2 separate regions of the Anser cygnoides genome follow, and region 2 is linked to region 1. A link is a contact called in public Hi-C data. All regions are on one chromosome and are shown on one strand. Each heading gives the region's core, a stretch centred on a gene start, on an enhancer-like site or on the middle of the called end of the contact. The rest is flanking DNA. Distances are from core to core; before and after follow the strand shown.

What was found. A called contact is a pair of places that touch in the nucleus more often than the background predicts.
Region 2: a contact with region 1 is called in a Hi-C map of liver, with 1.7 times the contacts expected there. The contact joins the promoter of ERCC6L2 here to the promoter of SLC35D2 in region 1. A contact is called at or near these places in 2 of 7 Hi-C or Micro-C datasets (both in liver).

The regions. Positions count from the first base shown.
Region 1 is chrZ:40,895,990-40,899,173 of Taihu_goose_T2T_genome, reverse strand. SLC35D2 (solute carrier family 35 member D2) reads right to left here and starts at 1,808. Exons shown (of 13, transcript XM_013198778.3): 1 at 1,531-1,808. The coding sequence starts at 1,673. It overlaps ZNF367 (zinc finger protein 367), which reads right to left. Exons shown (of 5, transcript XM_066988695.1): 5 at 2,186-3,184.
Region 2 is chrZ:41,086,576-41,089,913 of Taihu_goose_T2T_genome, reverse strand. It overlaps ERCC6L2 (ERCC excision repair 6 like 2), which reads left to right and starts at 1,418. Exons shown (of 18, transcript XM_048080506.2): 1 at 1,418-1,670. The coding sequence starts at 1,652.

The DNA.
Region 1 (3,184 bases), core at 559-3,058:
AAAATCTTATGTAAATATTGTAGAAACACCTATTGTCTGCTAAAATGGCTAAATTCCTACCGTACCCTTTCAGTTGGCTCCTGCTCAAAGCACAGATGCTTGACCATTAAGAAAGCAGAAACTTTAGGACACCCCAAGAATTTGAGAGTCTCCATTTTTCCCCCTAAATCTACATCGAAAAAAAAAAATGCAGTAGCAACAGCTAATTTTTTGTATGCATAACGAAATTCGAGCAAATAAATTATTTAGTATGGTTGTCTCCTTTATGTTATAACCAGCGATGTGTTTGGAGCCTCCCTGACCAGAATCCTCAGGTGCCAAGGAGCTCCCCAAACCTAACAAACAGTTGCTTCCTCCAAAGAGCCATGCAGCATTTTGTTGGACTGCATTGTCAGGGATGGTCACGCACAAATCTGCATCTAGGGAATCTGAAATAAAATCAGTTTCATCCTCTGTGCACACCTGTACAAACAAATGCCCAATAAGGGGTGTACCTTCTCAATGAGCTCTGTAATTTTCCATTATCACAAATTCCTTGAGATTGCAGTGATTTAACACAGAGGCTACCACGAGCTGCTTGGTGCGCTGTATCTCTCCAGTGAGCACCACTGGGACAGGAACACAGCATTAACAAAAGAAAGAAACACTCTGAAGCACAGCAGGAAGGCCTTAGGGACACTGGAGTCATAACACAAATAAAGGACAAGAACTGCCAGCAGTGAAAGAGGTTCCAGGAAGCAGGTATTAGCAGACCCAAAAAAAAAAAAAAAAAAAAAAAAAAAAAGAGCAGAAGAAACAGGACTTTATAATCACGTGACATCTAAACTGTATTTTAGTTTGTACTTATAGCTGCAACACATAGATGTGAAGACTTCGTTCACATGTACTACACAGATTTCTCCAAATCTTTTTGGTCTTGTAGAGCCCTAGAAGTTCCCAGCAATGCCGTAAGCTCGTTGTACAAAATTCAGGTTTAGTGATGGCCATGCTGTCTTTGATTATCTGTCGTGGACGTGCCAGAGGTACACCAGGGATTTACAGGGAGCTGCAGACTGTAGGATGAAAACCACTAGGAAACAAAACCGTAAGTTGCCTCACAGATCATTTTTTGGGAGACACAATATACAGCTCCTACATGTTAGAAAGTAACAGCTAGATTTATTTTTTTTTTCCTTTTTCTGCGTGTTCAGTTTTGTGTCTGTTCTTGGCCCACCGTGAGCTAAAAGACAGCAAAAACGAAGCAAACTAAGCGAAGAATATTAACGGTGAACAGCTCGCTGCTGCAGGTCTGTGATTCGGTAAGGGACTGCCTCCCCACCACGTCAAAGGTGTTTTTACAATTCGGGGATCTTCTCGGGCTCAGCAGCTTTTATCTTCGGCTACCTTATAAAAGCGAGGCGCTTCCAGGAAGGCAGCGTGACTGCCAGCACCGGCAGCAGGATCACAGCTGGCAGCCGCCAGCCGAGGAGTCGCTCGGCCGCGGGGCCCCGACCTTCACTGCTGGGGAGTGCCGAGCCGCGGGGCGCTCACCTGTACGCGCTGAGCAGGGCCTTGTTGACCAGCACGATGAGGAAGGAGCACGTCCCGTAGAAGAGGGCAGACAGCAGCCTGGGCACCGCCGAGACCGCGGGGGAGGCGGCGGGGGCCCCCTCCGCGGCCTGCCCGCTGCTCATGGCGGGCGAGCGGCGGGCACGGCCCCGCCCCGGGCAGCAGCTCGGGGCAGCCGGCACGGCACGGCCCGGCACGGCCCGGCCCGCGGGGAAGGGCCGCCCGACCGCCCGGACGAGCGGCGGCGGCCGCAGGGCGTCCCCTGGCGGAGCGAGCTGAGGCGGCGCCGGGTACGCGGAGCCCTCCCCCGGAGCCGCCGCCAGCCCGGAGCTGTAAGCGGCGGCTCTGCGCTTCACAGCAAGGCAGCGCCTGTCAAAGCCTGGCACCGGTCTGCTTTATTTTTAACCCATCTCCTCAGAAAAGGGTTCCACGGGAGCACAGGTGTGTTCCAGTTGCCCATAAGCAACCAAAATGTTGAGAAATGGCGGGGGCGGGAGGGGGAGGGAAACACGACAGAACAACAAGGGGGACACGGGTCCTCTGTGTTCTGTGACCGGTCAGGCAGATGGGATTATAAGAACAAGGAAGAATGGAAACATTAAGAATTACTATAAACAGCGCACACACACACACAGAATTTTAAAATTAAACCAACTCTTTATTTAAAGCATCTATTGAACTGACGGCACATTCACTCTTCTGCTGTTAAGTCATGCCAAACAACAATTTAATCTTCAAGATTCTTGTGTGTAATCACTTCTTTATAATACAAAAAGCAGTCTTTCACACCTTAGTTTTTTAACTTGGTATCTTACCCGAAACTTCTCACTACACAAAACAGCTTGAACTGTCTGAATCTTCTCTACAGGGAAGTAGAGTTCAGCATGCTTGTCATAGTGAAAAATATTCTGCAAGTTGTCCAAAACCTTACAGCTGATTGAAGAAAATAAAATCAACCCGTGAAGTTATATGACTTCAAGTCTGCAACCAGCTGGTGATTACAACAGTGCTGGAGATCTTGAGCCCTGTGAAACACTACTCAAACAATTACAAGTTACAACTCAGTAATACAACAGACTTATACTTAGGGCTCATTTTGAGATCAGAGTCTTTGCATGTAGTCACCTGAACAGTAAAAACCAATTTGTCACATTCTAGACCTATACCCTGAATTACCAATTTTACATAGGCTAAGGAGCCCAGAATGACTCCAAAGTGTTTCATACTTTTAAGCCCAAAAAGACTTAAAACAAATGAGCCTGATGCCAGCTGAAAACAGAAGTTAAACCGTATAACTGGTACAAAATTAATTACATTCCACAAACGCAATCTTGTTTGTTTTGTTGGTGGTGGTTTTTGTTTAAATATTCAATGTCTCCTTAGTCAAGTGCATCATCAACATATGATGTTAAACAATGATTAATGATTAATACAATTTTCTACCACAACAGGTTATCAACCATCAAAGAACATAATCCAACACTTGCAGTTTCTGGTGGAAAAGTAGACTTACTATTCTGGAACAGCTATAGGCATCTAGTCAGTCTGTATCAAGTGATTGATAAAATGCTATTTTCCTCTTGCTTAAACAAGAGGGAAAGTGGCTTCCCTTCTCATCTGAATTTCCTGACCTTCA
Region 2 (3,338 bases), core at 169-2,668, 190 kb before region 1:
TCCCCATTATCCTATTCATTTTGGTTATTACCTGAGTCTAACACTTAGTCTTATGAGATCTAAAATTAAATATGAGCAAAGTTCCAATTGTCATATGGAGTTTGGATATATTGAACTTTTCAGTAATATCAACTGCTTTTCAAAATAAAATCTTACAAATCTTTTCCTGCAGAAACATGGTGTGAGATATTTTTAATATCCTAGCTTCTAACTTGAGCTAGAATGATTTCCTGGAAGGACTTCTATATTCTAAAAGCTGTAACAGATAGATTACATAAGTAATTAATTCACTGACTTCTGAAAACATTTTCATGATGGGCCTGGTCCTACAAGGAAGGAATGTCCTGGTGAAAGAAGTTCTCTCTCTCTGTCCAGCTTCCATTTTTTATGTTTATTTATTTAATATTTTTTTCCCTGAAGTGTTGTAAAGTTACAGAAACTGCTTGTAATTTGTGAGAGGAATTTTAACAGCAGAGGAAAGCTATCTGATGAGATAAAAGCTAACCAACTAAAAAGCTAAGTAAGGATGCTTTCCTCCCTTTGTTGGCCATCTTAAGAAAAGTTACAAGAGCATACCTAAGTGTAATAGAGACTCATCCGAGTAACATCAGTTGGGTTTTCACGTGCAATTCTGGCTCCAGATAAGCCACTGAAGTCTTACCACTGAATGGGACCATTGGAGTGTAGTCAGAATGTTAGTCGCTGTTAGAAGAATTAAAGTGTTTAAGATTTAAAGTGTTTAAGGATTTTAACCTATTTCTTATTTCCTCCTATTGGGGAACTATGATACTGTATTTATTACAGTAAAATAACAGATGTACTCTGCTGGGAAGAATCCTTATTAAGTACAAATATCTCTGTAGAAGAATCAAATGCAACATAATATTAATTAAATAAACACCTTGTGGTATAAACAAACCTTTATCTTCAAGCATGATCCCCTTTAAAAGTTTGCCTTAGAATCACAGCTTATATTCTTGCTGATCTAAGACGTTCTGAGGGCTGAGGTTTGTTAAGTATGTGAGGTCGCAGTGGGGTTAGTGTAATTATTTTGCCAAAGCTCCAAAATCTGAAACGTGGTGCTGTTCTCAGCCTTGGTTTTGTGATGGTTCTTGTCACATTCCTTTAGAACCAATGCAGGTAACTACAAGACTACATGGGTATTTTTAAGACAATGTCTTTTATTAGTGGTGTATTTTCGAACAATCTCCCCCAATATATGCGGTGCCTGATACGCACTTTATTGTCTCAGGGATACCTCCCACGCTCATGCCTCAGAGGACCACGAGCCTAACACACCGCCCCACCGTCCCCTCTCCGCCCCTCCTTTCGCGACACAACCCCCAAACCTCGCGATGCTTAGCGCCGCGGCCCCGCCAGCCCCGCACTTCTCGCGAGATCTCCCCCTCCCGTCACCCCCTCTCCCCCTCCCGGTTCCCCCCCCACACCCTTCCCGCGGCCTGGCCGTGCCCCGCGGGGTGGTGCCGGGCCCCAAGATGGCCGCCGCGGCTCCGGGCCCTCCTGGGCGTCCCTCCGGGCGTCCCGCCGGGCTCCGGAGCGCTCCGCCGGGCCCGTCCTGCCCGGGGCGAAGCGGGCGGTGTCGTCCCCGCGGCCGCCCCCGGGGAGCTTGAGGCGCGGCCCCGCGGCCGGGATGTGCGAGGCGACCGCAGGTGAGGGCTGGCGGCCGGGGCGTCCCGGGGCCGGGGGTCGCTGAGGGTGGGGGGGGGGTGTCGGGGGTGACGGGGGAGGCTCTGAGAGACGGTTATTTTTGAGACGAACGGCCTTGTCCTGGACTTATTGTTTATTATTTTTCCTTTGGATAAGGGGTAGTGTGTGTTTAAGTGAACCCGAAGCTCCCTGCTTCGTCATCTTTTTGGAAGACAACGTTTATATTAGCCTCCAACGTTTAGCAATTTTTAGGACTTTTAGGAAAAGTCGTGGCTTTGCTTCGTAGTGTGTTGAGTGTGCTCTGAAGGTAGGTTGTCGGAGTGTAAAAACTTCGCGCTTTACATTAAGTGGTTCAACCTCAGTATTTACAGAGGATTCGCAGTGATTTTGCCTGTTTTCTACAATAATAGTTGTTAAAGTGGGCTCGTGAGTGACAGTAGGCCGTTACGCTTTGCATTTTCTCATAAGTGGTGATGGGATAGATATAGGCAAGCATCTTAAATGTTCTCTTTTTCCATGGATGGCAAGTGTGCTGCATCTATACTTGGAAGCCATACTGGATAATTTTTGTCATCTGTAAAGGTTTTACCCTACATAAATGATTGTTTTCTGGTTCCAAAAAAAGAAGGTAGTGAATCAGGCTAGTTGAAGTAGCAGTTCTTACTTCAGCTTGTACAGCGTTATTTTCTGGAATCTTGTAGCGGTGGTATTCTTAATACCATTATTTTGCCATTTTTCCCATTTTTCTTCTTGCTTACTAGGTCTGGAGTTTTGTATTTCTGAAGTTACTGTCCAATACTCTCTATTCTGCTTTGCACCTGGAACTCTAATTCTGTCAAGTCAGAAGTGACTCGTAAAACTGAAGTAAATGACTTAGCAACTAAGGCACTGTCATCTTATCATAGCTTTAACCTGAGTGTCTTCAAATGCTACATGTCACAGATATTACTGAAAAAGAAAGTAAAATCGGAAATACTCATGTATTTTAAATTCTATTTTGCATATTTAGTACTGAGCTGGGTATCACTAGTTTCATATTTCAGTCTTGCTTCTCAGTTTTGAGAAATTGCCCAAAGATTCAAATGCTAAGGGGAGAAAGTCATATGCTCTCTCCCTCTTTTTTTTTTTTTTCATGGATTTAGGCATGTGTGTAAGACAGTACAAATACCTTAAAGTTTAAGAGATTGTATGTGATTTGTTGAATGTGCTGTCTGTACATCAGCCTTTGCCTCAGAAAGATATACTTGAGCTTCAAATTTCGGGGAGGATCTTCGGGCATGACTGAAGGTATGTAGAGCCTTATGTACAGGGCACAGGGTGTGGGGTGGAACTTCTCATCCCAAGCAAGGATGATGCAGGGGCAGCATGAGAGATCTGCAGAATCATGAATCTAATGGAGTGATCCCAGTTTATGATCTCAATAGTGTAAGAACTAGTGGGCCACGGGTTTAGGATGCAAGTCTCTCTCAGGTGAGAGAGACCAGACCTGTGAACCTCCTAGTCAGAAGACACCAAATGCAAGAAATTTGCATGCGTTGAAAGGGGAATTAAGCTACTTGGAAGAGAGGTCCACTGTGGTTTACTAAACAGACGCCTGGCCCAAGAAATCTCCATAGTTCAAAAAAAATCTTTAAGGCTAAAGAATGTTCCAAGAGAGGCATTCTGTACAC